Regions from separate parts of the Triticum aestivum genome. Here region 2 is linked to region 1. Evidence: chromatin contacts called from public Hi-C data. All regions are on one chromosome and are shown on one strand. The core of a region is the stretch at or near the end of the contact, and the rest is flanking DNA. Distances in the headings are between cores, read along the strand shown.

Region 1 (7,125 bases), core at 2,770-5,269:
ACCAGCTCGAAACTGACAAGACATTGCGCCACATCACTCCTTAGCCTTGGTATGATTTCTGGATCGATCACCTTCTGAGAGATTGCATTGAGAAATGCACATAGCTTCACAATGGCTAATCGGACGTTTTCCGGTAGAAGCCCCCTCAATGCAACCGGAAGCAGTTGCGTCATAATCACGTGGCAATCATGAGACTTTAGGTTGATGAACTTTTTCTCTGGCATATTTATTATTCCCTTTATATTCGACGAGAAGCCAGTCGGGACCTTCATACCAAGCAGGCATTCAAAGAAGATTTCCTTCTCTTCTTTAGTAAGAGCGTAGCTGGCAGGACCTTCATACTGCTTTGGAGGCATGCCGTCTTTTTCGTGCAAATGTTGCAGGTCCTCCCGTGCCTCAGGTGTATCTTTTGTCTTCCCATACACGCCCAAGAAGCTTAGCAGGTTCACGCAAAGGTTCTTTGTCACGTGCATCACGTCGATCGAAGAGCGGACCTCTAGGTCTTTCCAGTAGGGTAGGTTCCAAAATATAGATTTCTTCTTCCACATGGGTGCGTGTTTCTCAGCGTCACTCGGAACAGCTAGTCCGCCGGGACCCTTTCCAAAGATTACGTGTAAATCATTGACCATAGCAAGTACGTGATCACCGGTACGCATGCGGGCTTCTTCCGGTGATCTGCCTCGCCTTTGAAATGCTTGCCTTTCTTTCGACATTGATGGTTGGTCGGAAGAAATCGACGATGGCCCAGTTACACATTCTTCCTGCAGCTTCCCAGGTATATACTTTCAGTGTCATCTAAACAGTGTGTGCATGCGTGGTATCCCTTGTTTGTCTGTCCTGAAAGGTTACTGAGAGCGGGCCAATCGTTGATGGTCACGAACAGCAACGCCTTTAGGTCAAACTCCTCCTGTTTGTGCTCATCCCACGTACGTACACTGTTTCCATTCCACAGCTGTAAAAGTTCTTCAACTAATGGCCTTAGGTACACATCAATGTCGTTGCCGGGTTGCTTAGGGCCTTGGATGAGAACTGGCATCATAACGAATTTCCGCTTCATGCACATCCAAGGAGGAAGGTTATACATACATAGAGTCACGGGCCAGGTGCTGTGATTGCTGCTCTGCTCCCCGAAAGGATTAATGCCATCCGCGCTTAAAGCAAACCATATGTTCCTTGGGTCACTTGCAAACTCATCCCAGTACTTTCTCTCGATTTTTCTCCACTGCGACCCGTCAGTGGGTGCTCTCAACTTCCCGTCTTTCTTACGTTCCTCACTGTGCCATCGCATCAATTTGGCATGCTCTCCGTTTCTGAACAGACGTTTCAACCGTGGTATTATAGGTTCATACCACATCACCTTCGCAGGAACCCTCTTCCTGGGGGGCTCGCCGTCAACATCACCAGGGTCATCTCGTCTGATGTTATACCGTAATGCACCCCATACAGGGCATGCGTTCAGATCCTTGTACGCACCGCGGTAGAGGATGCAGTCATTAGGGCATGCATGTATCTTCTGCACCTCCAATCCTAGAGGGCATACGACCTTCTTTGCTGCGTATGTACTGTCGGGCAATTCGTTATCCTTTGGAAGCTTCTTCTTCAATATTTTCAGTAGCTTCTCAAATCCTTTGTCAGCCACAGCATTCTCTGCCTTCCACTACAGCAATTCCAGTACGGTACCGAGCTTTGTGTTGCCATCTTCGCAATTGGGGTACAACCCTTTTTTGTGATCCTCTAACATGCGATCGAACTTCAGCTTCTCCTTTTGACTTTCGCATTGCGTCCTTGCATCGACAATGACCCGGCGGAGATCATCATCATCGGGCACATCGTCTGGTTCCTCTTGATCTTCAGCAGCTTCGCCCGTTGCAGCATCATCGTGCACATCGTCTGGTTCCTCTTGATGTTCAGTAGCATCATCGTATTCAGGGGGCACATAGTTGTCATCGTACTCTTCTTCTTCGCCGTCTTCCATCATAACCCCTATTTCTCCGTGCCTCGTCCAAACATTATAGTGTGGCATGAAACCCTTGTAAAGCAGGTGGGTGTGAAGGATTTTCCGGTCAAAGTAAGACTTCGTATTCGCACATATAGGGCATGGACAACACATAAAACCATTCTGCTTGTTTGCCTCAGCCACTTCGAGAAAATCATGCACGCCCTTAATGTACTCGGAGGTGTGTCTGTCACCGTACATCCATTGCCGATTCATCTGCGTGCATTATATATAATTAAGTGTGTCAAATACCATTACCGAACATCATGAATAGCTAATTAAGTGACCAAATTAATAGAAGTTCATCATCACATTAAAACCAAAGTACATACATAGTTCTCATCTAACAACATAAAGCTCTCCAGAGCATCTAAATTAATTAAACCATACATTGAAACTATGTAAAACATTTCAATGCGAAAACAAATGCGATCATAATCGCAACCAAGGTAACAATTGATCCAACGGCATAATGATACCAAGCCTCGGTATGAATGGCATATTTTCTAATCTTCAGGCGCATTGCATCCATCTTGATCTTGTGATCATCGACGACATCCGCGACATGCAACTCCAATATCATCTTCTCCTCCTCAATTTTTTTTTATTTTTTCCTTCAAGAAATTGTTTTCTTCTTCAACTAAATTTAACCTCTCGACAGTAGGGTCAGTTGGAATTTCCGGCTCACATACCTCCTAGATAAATAAAATCTATGTCACATTGGTCGGCATAATTTTCATAAACAATAAATGAAGCAATAGTTATAAAGATAATATATACCACATCCGAATCATAGACAGGACGAGGGCCGACGGGGGCGGATACCAAAACCATCGCACTATATAATAACAAGCAATAAAATAGTAAGAAAATTAGACAAGTATATATCTCTAAAGAAAGAATTTTTTTCTTTCAGAAAGAAGATAAGAACAAGAGGCTCACCACGGTGGTGCCGTCGACGAGATCGGCGCGGGCGATCGACGACAGTGAAGACGGGGACGGGGCGTGACGGGCCGCTAATATAAACCTAGACAAATCTCGGGAAAAATAGAGTTCGGAGGTCGTGCTTCGAGAGGAGAAAGCTTAACTAGTGTGGCTTGGGCATTTCATCGAACACCTCATGTGCATAGGAGGTGAGCTAGAGCACCACAAAGCCCTCCCCTCCCCGGCCAGAGAGAAACAGAGCACTGGAGTGCTCTGCTCGCGGGCGAGGGGTATATATAGGCGCCTCAATGGTCCCGGTTCGTGGCACGAACCGGGACTAAAGGGCAGCCTGTTGTCCCGGTTCAAGCCACCAATCGGGACCAATGATGGTGGGCCAGGAGCCAGGTTCATTGGTCCCGGTTCGTCCCACCAACCGGGACCAAAAATCCAGACGAACCGGGACCAATGGCTCACGTGGCCCGGCCGGCCCCCTGGGCTCATGAACCGGGTCCAATGCCCCATGGGTCCCGGTTCTGGACTGAACCGGGACTAATGGGCTGACCCGACCTGGACCAAAGCCCCCTTTTCTACTAGTGAGTTTTAATCCTTTTAATCTTACTTCTTTTCATCAATGACATGACTTTTTAATTGTCTACTACAATAATATGTCCTGGCTCCGTTGAGAGATGGACGATGATGAACTTCTACTTCTTTCAATGCTTGCGGTTGTCGCTGGTTGAAATAGATCAAAAGTTTCCTGAAAGAAAAATCTAGCTGCTGAAAGCGTTTGATTTTTTTCCTTCCAACCAAGTACCGGATACCTCGTTTTCTTACCGATGAAATCACGGAGCAGTCACCACCTCATGTTTGTTTCAATTTGTTTACAGAAGAAAATCCCTACTAGTACTTCCTCCGTTCAGAATTAATTGTTACAGAAATGGATGTATTTAGACGTATTTTAATTATAGATACGTCTATTTTCGAAACAAGTAATTCAGGGCGTAGTAAGTATGGAGTACCTTATTTCTGGCGCCTACCGAAGCTTGTCCAAAATATCAGTGCCCAGCCGCCGTACGTGGGCACACCGGTAAAAGGCAAAGCAAAAGGCTCCAAAGGAGCGGCGAGGAAAAATCTCGCTCACAAGCACGACGTGTCGTGATCGAGTCGCTCAAGCTTCTCCCACCATTCGGGAGGCAGAGGAGCAAAGCCAATCAAGCAAAGCAGAGGGGAGCAGCCATGCCCGGGCTTCTCCTCAACACCGCCGCCCCCCTCGCCAACCCCAGGCCGTGCTCCAGCTTCAGGCCCTCCCGCCACCGCCTCAGATGCCAAGCCGCCGCCTCCTCCTCCTCGTCGTCCAGCTCTAGCGGCGGCGGGCGCGCGGGGTCGTCGTGGGCGACGGACTACGACCTGTACGAGCTGCTGGGGGTGGAGCCCTCGTCGCCGCAGGCCGACATCAAGGCCGCCTACCGGGCGCTGCAGAAGCGCTGCCACCCGGACGTCGCCGCCGGCAACGGAGACGCCTCGGCCGGCCCCTCCTCCCACGACATGGCCGTGGTGCTCAACGAGGTGTACGCGCTGCTCTCCGACCCGGCGCAGCGCCGGGCCTACGACCGGGAGCACGCGCGCCGGTCCGAGTTCCAGGGCTACACGGGCCGCCCGCTCTACTCGTCGTGGCGCGGCGGGGACGCCGAGACGCGCGCCGTGTTCGTCGACGAGGTGGCCTGCGTCGGCTGCCTCAAGTGCGCGCTCCACGCCGGCCAAACCTTCGCCATCGAGTCCGTGCACGGCCGCGCCCGCGTCGTCGCCCAGTGGGCCGACCCCGAGGACCGCATCGCCGACGCCGTCCAGACCTGCCCCGTCGACTGCATCTCGTATGTGGAACGGTCGGACCTGGCGGCGCTCGAGTTCCTCATGTCCAAGCTGCCGCGCCGCAGGGTCCGCGTCTCCGAGGCCAACGCCGCCGGCTCGCCCGACATCTTCGCCGAGGTCGCCAAGTTCAAGGCCAGGTTCGAGAAGATGGAGAACAAGTCCGCCACCAGGCAATCCGAGGTAGTACTAATTTCATCCAACCCAGCTGCCTCGTGAACATGCTCTGCTCAGCTAATCACATCACATCAATGGTGAATGGTGAACGCAGGAGTCGGAGGCGACGTGGCAGTCGAGGAGCTCGGCGGTTCAGACCATCATGTCCATGTCCAACTGGTGGTACTGGCGGCCGTTCAGAGCCCCGGCCGGCGCCGCCACCGCCGCCGTCCCTGCCCCTCTCCGCCTGCTGCCACCGCCATCGTCACCGCCGCCTTCTAAAGAAGTGGCTGACCCCGTCACGGAGAGGCTCAAGGAAGCAGCCGCGCGACGCAAGGCGGAGGGCGCGACGGCGTCGGCGGTATACGCCCGCCAGCGCGACGAGTACTGGACCCCGCAGCGGAACCTGCCGTCCACGGCCTCGTTTCCGTCGCCGGAGGCCCAGAGCGCCGCGCCGCCGCGGAGACGGGTGCGAAGAGCGTCCGGTGGCGAGAGACCGGCCGAGAGGAGGGTGAGGATCGACCTGACGGTGCCGCTGCTGATGGCGATCGTCGCGGCGGGGATCGCCGGGTACAACAGGGAGGAGATGGCCGGGGGCGTGATCGAGGACCACATCGGCGGTGCGGCCGCTCTGGGAGTCGTGAATAGCTCCGAGCTTCAGGTCGTCTTGGCCGGTGTGACGTGGTTCATCATCGGGGCCGCTGTCGCCGGCTTCCTTCAGGTGGTGCTTGGAAGAAGGAACGACCAGGAATCCAGAGAATGAATGTGCACGCGACGTAGTTAGAGATAGAACAAAGCTGTAATTTGTAGTACTAGGTAATAGCCGTGCGTCGTAAGAGCATCTCCAATAGATGGTTCAAAATTTGGCGGTCTAAAACCGAAGATGTAAAATTTGGACCGTCAAAAAGTGCGTTTTGGAGCTCCGAAAAAAGCTCAACTCTAACAGATAGTCCAAATTGATGGTCCAAAAGAGCAACTCCAACAGATGGTCCAAAATGAAGATGTAAAATCGCCTTGATCGTCTTCTTCAACCTCGGGACGTCGGCCGCCTTCGTCAAATCCATCGCCATCAAGCTCTCCCCGACCTCCCCGAGCACGTCATCCTCCCCGTGATGAGCTCCTCTCCCAATCCCTCTATTTTTCCCCTTCGATCGGTGTCGTTTGCCACCGCTCCCGTGCTCGTTCGTGGTCGCCATGGCCGGAGCCCGAGCTCCCCTATACGTGCTCCTTTGCCGGCCAGCAGCAACAGAGGCGGGCAGCGGCCGAGGCGAACACCACGAGCAACGGCACAGGCACGCTGCACGGGGCAGCAACGACGGCAGCTCGGCTGGACAGTGCGGGGCGGCGGCGGGGCCGGGAGGCGGTGGCCTAAGGACCCGGCGGAGGCCTACATGGGCAGCCAGACCGCCGGAGGCGCCGAATCCCACCATGGCTGCCTCCCGATTCGGCGGCGCCCGGGCGGCTGCGAGACGGCTTCCGGCGAGGGAGGCGACGGGGGCGAGGGCGGCGGAGGGCGGCGCGGCGATTTGGGGCGGTGGCGGCGGGGATTTGGGCGGTGGCGGCGACGGATTCCGGCCGACTGGTGTTCGGGCGGGCGGACATGCGCGGCTGTGAAATGAAATGAAGTGGCGGTTGGGCGTTGGTGGGCGGTCGCCGAGTTTGGACCAGATGCATCTCGTGATGTAAATTTGTACCGCGAGGTGTTGTATTTTACATCACGAGGAGGCCGCGGTCCAAATATTTTTACATATGGACCGTCTGTTGGAGCAGCGTTTTTTGCCTCAGACGGTCCAAAAGTTAGATATTTTTACATTTGGACCGTCTATTAGAGATGCTCTAACGAGGTTAATATATATTTTGGTGGTTCAATACCAAGGCATTTCCTATTTAGCGCTGCAGGCGCCCGTTATTGGCAAATTTACAAACGGGCGCCTGCAGCACCCCGCGCTGGGCCGGCCCATTACAATGTATTCTCATCGTACGCAAAAAATTGGTGCGCTCATTGAGAATCAAACCAGAGACCTCCCTGGAACAGATTTGTTTGCACAACCACCGCGCCAGCAAGCGGGATCCGATAAACTTCAACTTTTTACATCTTTCATTCCTTGCCTTCCTCTTTTTTCTTTTTTTCTTTTTCTCATTTTCCTTTTTTTTCATTTTCGTTTTTTGTTTTTTCTTTCTTC
Region 2 (7,125 bases), core at 3,033-5,532, 39 kb before region 1:
TACTTGTATGCTAACTGGAAAGATCTGCAACTTAATTCAGCTGTAGTAAATACCTTGAGGGAGACTAATTTTGTGACAAATGCAAATGAGTTTTGTACAGAGCTGTTCAAACCAAAGGAACTACTTGACCCTTCAGATGCTTTGCTGGCTTCAGTATTTTCTGGGGAGAGAAATAAGTTCCCTGGCGAAAGGTTCATGTCAGATGGTTGGCTTGGTATACTCAGAAAAGTGGGTCTTCGGATATCTACAGAGGCTGATATGATAGTACAGTGTGCTACGAAAATAGAAACAATGGGAAATGATGTGATGTCATCTTTAGAGAAACATGATGACTTTGATGCAGACTTGTCAGACAGAAAAAATGAAATTCCTTTTGAGTTATGGTCATTGGCAGAATCTGTTGTAAATGTGATTTTGGCAAATTTTGCTACTTTGTATGATAGCAGTTTTTGCCAAAAGATCGGAAAAATTGTATTTGTACCTGCAGAAAAAGGCTTTCCAAGTATTGGTGGCAAGAAAGGGGGTAGAAGGGTATTTGCATCTTATAGTGAAGCTATCTTATTAAAGGACTGGCCACTGGCATGGAGTTCTGCTCCAATTCTTGCCAAACAATCAATTATTCCACCTGATTTTTCTTGGGGAGCATTTCAGCTTCGGAGTCCCCCTGCCTTCTCTACAGTTCTAAAGCACTTGCAGGTCAATGTTGTAAAACACTTGCAGTTTAATATCGAAATGATTTCTTCCCTTACCTTTTTTGTGAAATTAAACAGACTGTTGGGAGAGGCAATGGTGAGGACACACTGGCACACTGGCCATCTTCATCAGGGATAATGACAGTAGAGGATGCCTTTCTCAGGATCTTGCAGTACTTGGAGAAAGTATGGGGAACAATATCGTCTTCAGGTAGCACAAATACGCAACTAAGCTTTTACCTTACTGTATATGCCATTTGTAGTAATATCGTTAGTTCATCACCTTTGTACTCTCTTCAGTTCCAATTTCTTGTGGTGAAGTTTGTTCTCTCATTTTTTACTACAAGACACCTAATGATATACTTGGTGTTGCAACCAGTCCCAATTCTATTCGGTGAGGTTTCATATTTGAGTGCAATCATGCAAATTTTCGTGTGGCCTGTAAGGCGGATGAAGCCCTGAAAAGTGAAGACAATATATCCAGATTAAATTGCACCTGAAATGGTCATGCGAGTCTCCTAAATATCTAGATTTGATCTAATAAATTTCCTTTTTCACGTATAACTTTTTGAGGCCAGTAGATGCTCCATATTTCAAAAAGGTTAAAACCTGTGGCGAACTATTCATAATCGCTTGTTCTCTGCATCAACTCAATGTCTTCATTTATTTCAGCCGGGAATCATTTTCTTGCTTGAGTGAGATTTACTTCTTGCTGATATTGTAAATAAATGAACAGTTATTACCATGGTCATGTGTGATTTTGACATTTTGCCATTGTGCTTATCCATGTTGCTTGATTGCGGTAGTAAGAAGTCATAACTGATAAACCATAAAGCCAATACAGCTACTAATGAACTTACTAAGACATGCCCTTGAGGTTGTATTTATACATATGCACAAGCTTTTGTTTGCTATGGTATATAGAGAACCACAGAAGGGAAGGTGCGGTGGGTTTTTGTTGCTTTTTGAAAAGAGATCCGCTATTACTTTAAACTGATTGTTTTTATTGCTTGATTTTCTTTTCAGGAAAAACAGAATTGATGGAACTGGCATTTATACCAGTTGCAAATGGTACTCGCTTAATAGAAGCGAAATCACTTTTTGCTCGTCTGACTATCAACATGTCACCTTTTGCTTTTGAACTTCCAAGTCTGTATCTTCCATTTGTTGCCATTCTTAGAGAAATTGGGATGCAGGAAAGCCTTACAAACTCTTATGCAAAGGAGCTCCTTTTAGATATCCAAAAAGCATGTGGTTACCAACGCCTGAACCCAAACGAACTCCGCGCAGTGATGGAAATCTTGGACTACATGTGTTCAGGAGTCAACCAGCCTATCTCAGACGGATCAGAAGGGCTTTTTGATTCTGTAATACCAGATGATGGCTGCAGGCTTGTCTCAGCTACATCATGTGTGTATATTGACCCATATGGTTCTCATTTCCTGAGTAATATAAATACATCCAGGATAAGATTTGCTCACCCAGATCTTCCTCAGAACATTTGCAAGGCCTTGGGCATAAAAAGACTCTCCGATGTCATTGTAGAGGTATACTTCTCTAACGTGATCTGACATTTCTTTGCCAAATAAATGATTTTGCGCAAGCAATCTTAAGTGGTTTCTATTTCAAGTTAACTTAAATTTTGCCTTGTCAGGAACTTGATGGGAAAGAAGAGCTTGAGGTTCTGGACAACATTTGCTCAGTTACTCTGGATAGAATAAAAGAGAAACTGCTCAGTAAATCTTTGCATGCTGCATTAAGGATTGTGATGATCGGTATAACCAATCATTTCCCTTCTTTTGAAGCCCTCAGTATAGTGCAAATAGAAAGTATACTGAAGGATATATCACAGAATCTGCAGTTTGTTAAACATGTCCATACTCGCTTCCTGTTGCTTCCCAATCTCCAAGATGTTACGAGAACAGCTCAGCATCCTTCTCTTCCTGAGTGGTCAAGCAACAGAAAGCACCGAAGCATTTATTTTGCTGATAAATCCATGGGTCATATTCTAATTGCAGAGCCCCCGAGTTTTTTGACAGTACATGATGTTATTGCAATTGTCGTCAGTCACAGATTAGGGGCACCAGTAATCTTGCCAATCGCTTCGGTATTTGCATGCCCGGATGGTTCAGAGAAAGAAGTGCTTCAAATACTCCATCTTGGCACTGACGTTGGAGTTTCGAAACGCGAAGGAAGGTACGACTGTTCCCTGGGAGGAGAGTTATTGTCACAAGATGCTCGCCAGGTCCAATTCCTTCCGTTGAGACCATTCTACAGCGGAGAGATTGTGGCATGGAAGACAGGAAAAGAGGGGGAAAAGCTCAGGTATGGTAGGGTTCCTGAAGACGTAAGGCCATCAGCCGGCCAAGCACTTTACAGGTTTCCGGTGGAGACAGCCCCCGGCGAGACTCGCATGCTACTCTCCAGTCAGGTTTACTCGTTTAAGAGTGTTTCAACGGCTGACCTCTCTCCTGCTCCTTCCCTACCGGATGTTGGTAGAGTGGCAGAAGTTGGACAACCGGGCCACTCGTCCGTCAGCTCTAGAACTGAAAGCACAGACAATACGGTTAGTTTTCAATTTTTTTTGGGGTGCAGTCTCTACTCTTTGGAATCTGGATTGTTTGCCATAAAATAGTTTTACTGTTTAACAGGCTGCTGGGCTTGAATACGGCAAAGTATCTTCCACGGAGCTGGTTCAAGCAGTCCATGATATGCTTTCAGCTGCAGGGGTAAGGATGGATGCTGAGAAGGAAACACTGCTAGAGACTACTCTTTCCTTGCAAGACCAGCTTAAAGAATCTCAAGTGGCTCTCTTGGTGGAGCAGGTTTGTCACTTCTATGTCTTTTATGTTGTCTTAAAAGCAGTTCCTATTGGTAGTATCGGTCAGTCACTTGTCGACTAAGACACATGCTGCGTGCTCATATATCATGTCTTTTAGGCGATTTTCACCAGGATCTGTACTTCTGTAGATGTTTACATAGGGGTTTCGACGCACTGACCGGAGAAATTGCGTAGTTAGTTGCACAATGTAATGTCCTAGGGAAACCACTTCGTAGTTGCATTGCATAGCTACCTAGTTAGCATTGCAGAATCACCACTCTTCTGAATTCTAACTTAAAGCGCTTCTTCTGAAAACATGCTTGCCTATATGACACTGAAAGTTGTTTACACTACTACTGTAGGAGAAAGCCGAGTCGGCGGTGAAAGAAGCCGACATTGCCAAGGCGGCATGGTCGTGCCGCGTCTGCCTGAACAACGAGGTCAACATGACCATTGTACCGTGTGGCCACGTCCTGTGCAACAGGTGCTCGAGCTCGGTGTCGCGATGCCCGTTTTGCCGGACCCAGGTGTCCAAAATGATGAAGATATTCAGGCCATGAAGACACCGAGGTGCACCTGCTCGATGTTGTTCGGATCTCGCATTCTTTGCTCGACGAGCGTTTGTAAATATGAGCATGTGTAAATATGAGCCACAGCGCATTTTTAGGTTAGTTTAGAATTGCTGCAAAGTCCTTTTCGTCACACCAATAGTTCAACTCTTCATACCCAGGGCTGCCCGAAATACGGATGCGAGGTGCCTAACATCTTCCGGTTTTCTTCAGACTCGTTCGTCGTCTAGCTGCTGAAAGCGTTTGATTTCAACTTCCAACTAACTCATGGAAACTTCGCTTTCTTGCTGACGGAATCATGAATCTGTCACCCCCTCGGGTTTATTTCAATTTGGCTACAGAAAAGTCCTAGTACCTTATTTCTGGCGCCAAGCCACGCTCGCTGGTCCAAAATATCAGTGCCCTGCCGCCGTACGTGCGTGGGCACAGGGGTAAAAAGGCAAAGCAAAAAAAGCTCCAAGGAGCAGCGAGAAAAAATCTTGCTCACCAGAACGACGTTTGGTGATCGAGTCGCTGAAGCTTCTCCCACCAGTCGGGGGGCAGAGGCAGAGTAGCAAATCCAATCAAGCGAAGCAGAGCAGCCAGCGCCTCATATGCCGAGCTGCTGCCTCCTCCAGCACCACCGGCAGTTCCTCCTCGTCGTCGCGCTCTAGCGGAGGAGGGCGCGCGCAGACGGAAAAAAAAGTCAATTTTCTGAAGGCTCAAATGTCTTTTGATTTATTTGAGTCGTAGGAAAACTAAACTATAAAAAGCGTCGAGGAGATTGCACAAATTTTAAGAAAGTCCTTGGAATCTCTGATCCCGGAGCGGAGGTTTTCCTTTTTGTATAGGCTGGGTCCTAGGATCCCTGACCCCTGGGTCCCCGGGGTTAAGAGTTTCCTTTGGGGGAACCGCATGTCAACCCTTTAGCTCAGGTCCTCGAGGTGTGCTGGTGGGCAACAACTAGACCCTTCTTATTCCTCCAACCCTAATCTTCTTCTTGAGTTTTCTCCACCGTTGCCAAATCCTAAAAGCTTGATTCCTCCACGCAAACTCCACCAAACTTTGAGGATTGAAAGAGAATCACCCGATCTACACTTTGACCAAACCAATTTGTGATCCCCATAGTTGTTCATCACCAAATCTGTCACTCTTTGATACTCAGGACTCCTAGGCGGTAGGAGTCATGCACGGGTGCTTCCTTGCGTGTGGTGTGCTCCAGGAAGTTTGTAAAGGCCTGGTTGCCGCCTTCAAGATCAACCGCAAGTGATTTGAGACTCATCCGTGCAGTGGCTCAAAAGGAAGAAAAGGATGAGCCACTTGGTGGTGCTTGGGAGCTTTGGCTTTTGCACCTCTCCAACTGAGATTACCACTCCCCAATAGTGCGAACTTTGGGACACATGCACGTCTCCGACTTGTATGAATAATATATTGTTAGGATTGTTGGGTCATCTAGATCACCAGTTTCACCAACAACCATTGTCGGTTTATCACCGAACCGTGTAAGTAGAGAAGGTTTGACAAAGGATCTTAGAATGTCTAGGGTTGGGCCAGGAGGGTCTCTTAACGCCTTCCTGTAAGTCACGTTTGACCATGAAAAACAAGTAAATAATTATGTCAACGGTTCAATTTATACTCTAGAAGTTTCTACACATTTACTTTACCTAATCAAAGATTACAAAACGCTATGAATATATCTATTAGATCATACCATTTAGAGATCTTACCAAGATATTTAGGGATATTAAAAAAGCACACACAAATACATACATATACAATATGCAATTTATGTAGCTGTAAAACATTGATTCAATAAGCCATGCCTTTTTTGTATTACATTTTTTGTCACAAAAAAGGAGTAAAGTAGCATAATGTTTATTCTCGAAATAAAATTTAATTTAGCATAGTGTAAGTGTAATTTTTAATAACACACATTACATTTGTATAACAAATAATATTATACTCCCACCGATCCATATTACTGTCGCTGGTTTAGTACAAAGTTGTGTTGTTAATATTACATTTGTTGTGTTGTCATGAAAAAGGATCCATATTACATTTTTTTTACTAACTTTGGACTAAACCAGCGACAAGTATTATGGATCGGAGGGAGTACTAACATTTAGGGAGCGTTCTTAGGAAAAACCAAAGACTTCAAATTTTTTTTTGTGTTTCTCTGAATTCTTCTTTTGCTCTAGAAAATATTTTGAAATGACTAAAAAGACTTTCTCTCACTTCTCTTTCGTTTCTTTTATTTGCTTCTTTTGATTCTTCTTCTTTGTTTCTTTTTCTTTGTCTCTTATTGAGTCTTGTTTAAAAAGGAGAAGATAACAAAAAGAATTCCAGTTGGCTCTTATGTGCTTTATCTGAACTAATAAGATCCAAAATTATATATGTGTCTTCTCCTTTGCGTACAGTTATTTGCGGACTTCAGCTTAGTCCACAGCGACACTTGCACTATGTTATTTATTTTCCACATCATTTGATCATGTAAGTGAAAGGCAATAATGACGATAATTTGGTGAAGTGATCGTGGTAAAGAAAGTTGGTATGAACTCAACTTGTTTTTATTGTTGTACAAACATTTGTCCTAGTGATTTAGTTATAGCCAAGGTTGAAAAAAACGCTAGGCGTAAATGAGACGGTTGGCCGTAAGTGTGGCCTAGACAGTTATGCAGTTTTGACTACCAGGGCATATTTTGTGAATTATATGTTCGAAGGAATGAATTCTTTTAATATGTAAATGAGTAAACTATATCAGTTGGAATATGGCCCATTTCACCCGTCAATGCAATATGGCATGATTTTCTGTTGGAATGAACAATTCCAAGCTTGTACTGCCTAGACTACTGCTTATGTCCTAGGCGAGGCATTTGGCCATCGCCTAGCGACTAAGCATGCGTAAGCGCCTCCTAGGGATTGCCTTTTCCAACAGAGGTTATAGCACATTAAGGATAAACTTGTGTATGATGATGAGTAGTGGTTGTGTTTTCTTATGCCGGTCTTAATTAGCTAGGTGTGCATAATATGTTATCTTGAATGTCAACATGAGTTAAATTGGTCA

Evidence for each region. Hi-C and Micro-C count contacts between places; a contact is called where the count stands out from the background.
Region 2: a Hi-C map of leaf shows a contact between it and region 1, with 2.9 times the contacts expected there. The contact joins the enhancer-like site here to the promoter of LOC123055182 in region 1. A contact is called at or near these places in 2 of 5 Hi-C or Micro-C datasets (both in leaf).

The regions. Positions count from the first base shown.
Region 1 is chr2D:633,597,610-633,604,734 of IWGSC CS RefSeq v2.1, reverse strand. It overlaps LOC123055182 (chaperone protein dnaJ C76, chloroplastic), which reads left to right and starts at 4,019. Exons shown (of 2, transcript XM_044479151.1): 1 at 4,019-4,969; 2 at 5,058-5,898. The coding sequence starts at 4,157. The coding sequence ends at 5,705.
Region 2 is chr2D:633,637,103-633,644,227 of IWGSC CS RefSeq v2.1, reverse strand. It overlaps LOC123055183 (sacsin), which reads left to right. Exons shown (of 13, transcript XM_044479152.1): 8 at 1-696; 9 at 771-903; 10 at 1,719-2,239; 11 at 2,347-3,258; 12 at 3,344-3,517; 13 at 3,876-4,294. The coding sequence ends at 4,073. Among protein-coding and RNA genes, the nearest start is that of LOC123055183, 19 kb to the left of the region's middle. Within about 2 kb of position 4,282, at least 1 of the 8 cell types and tissues checked has an H3K27ac peak or open chromatin away from gene starts, as enhancers often do. A contact at or near this core is called in leaf, where this site is marked.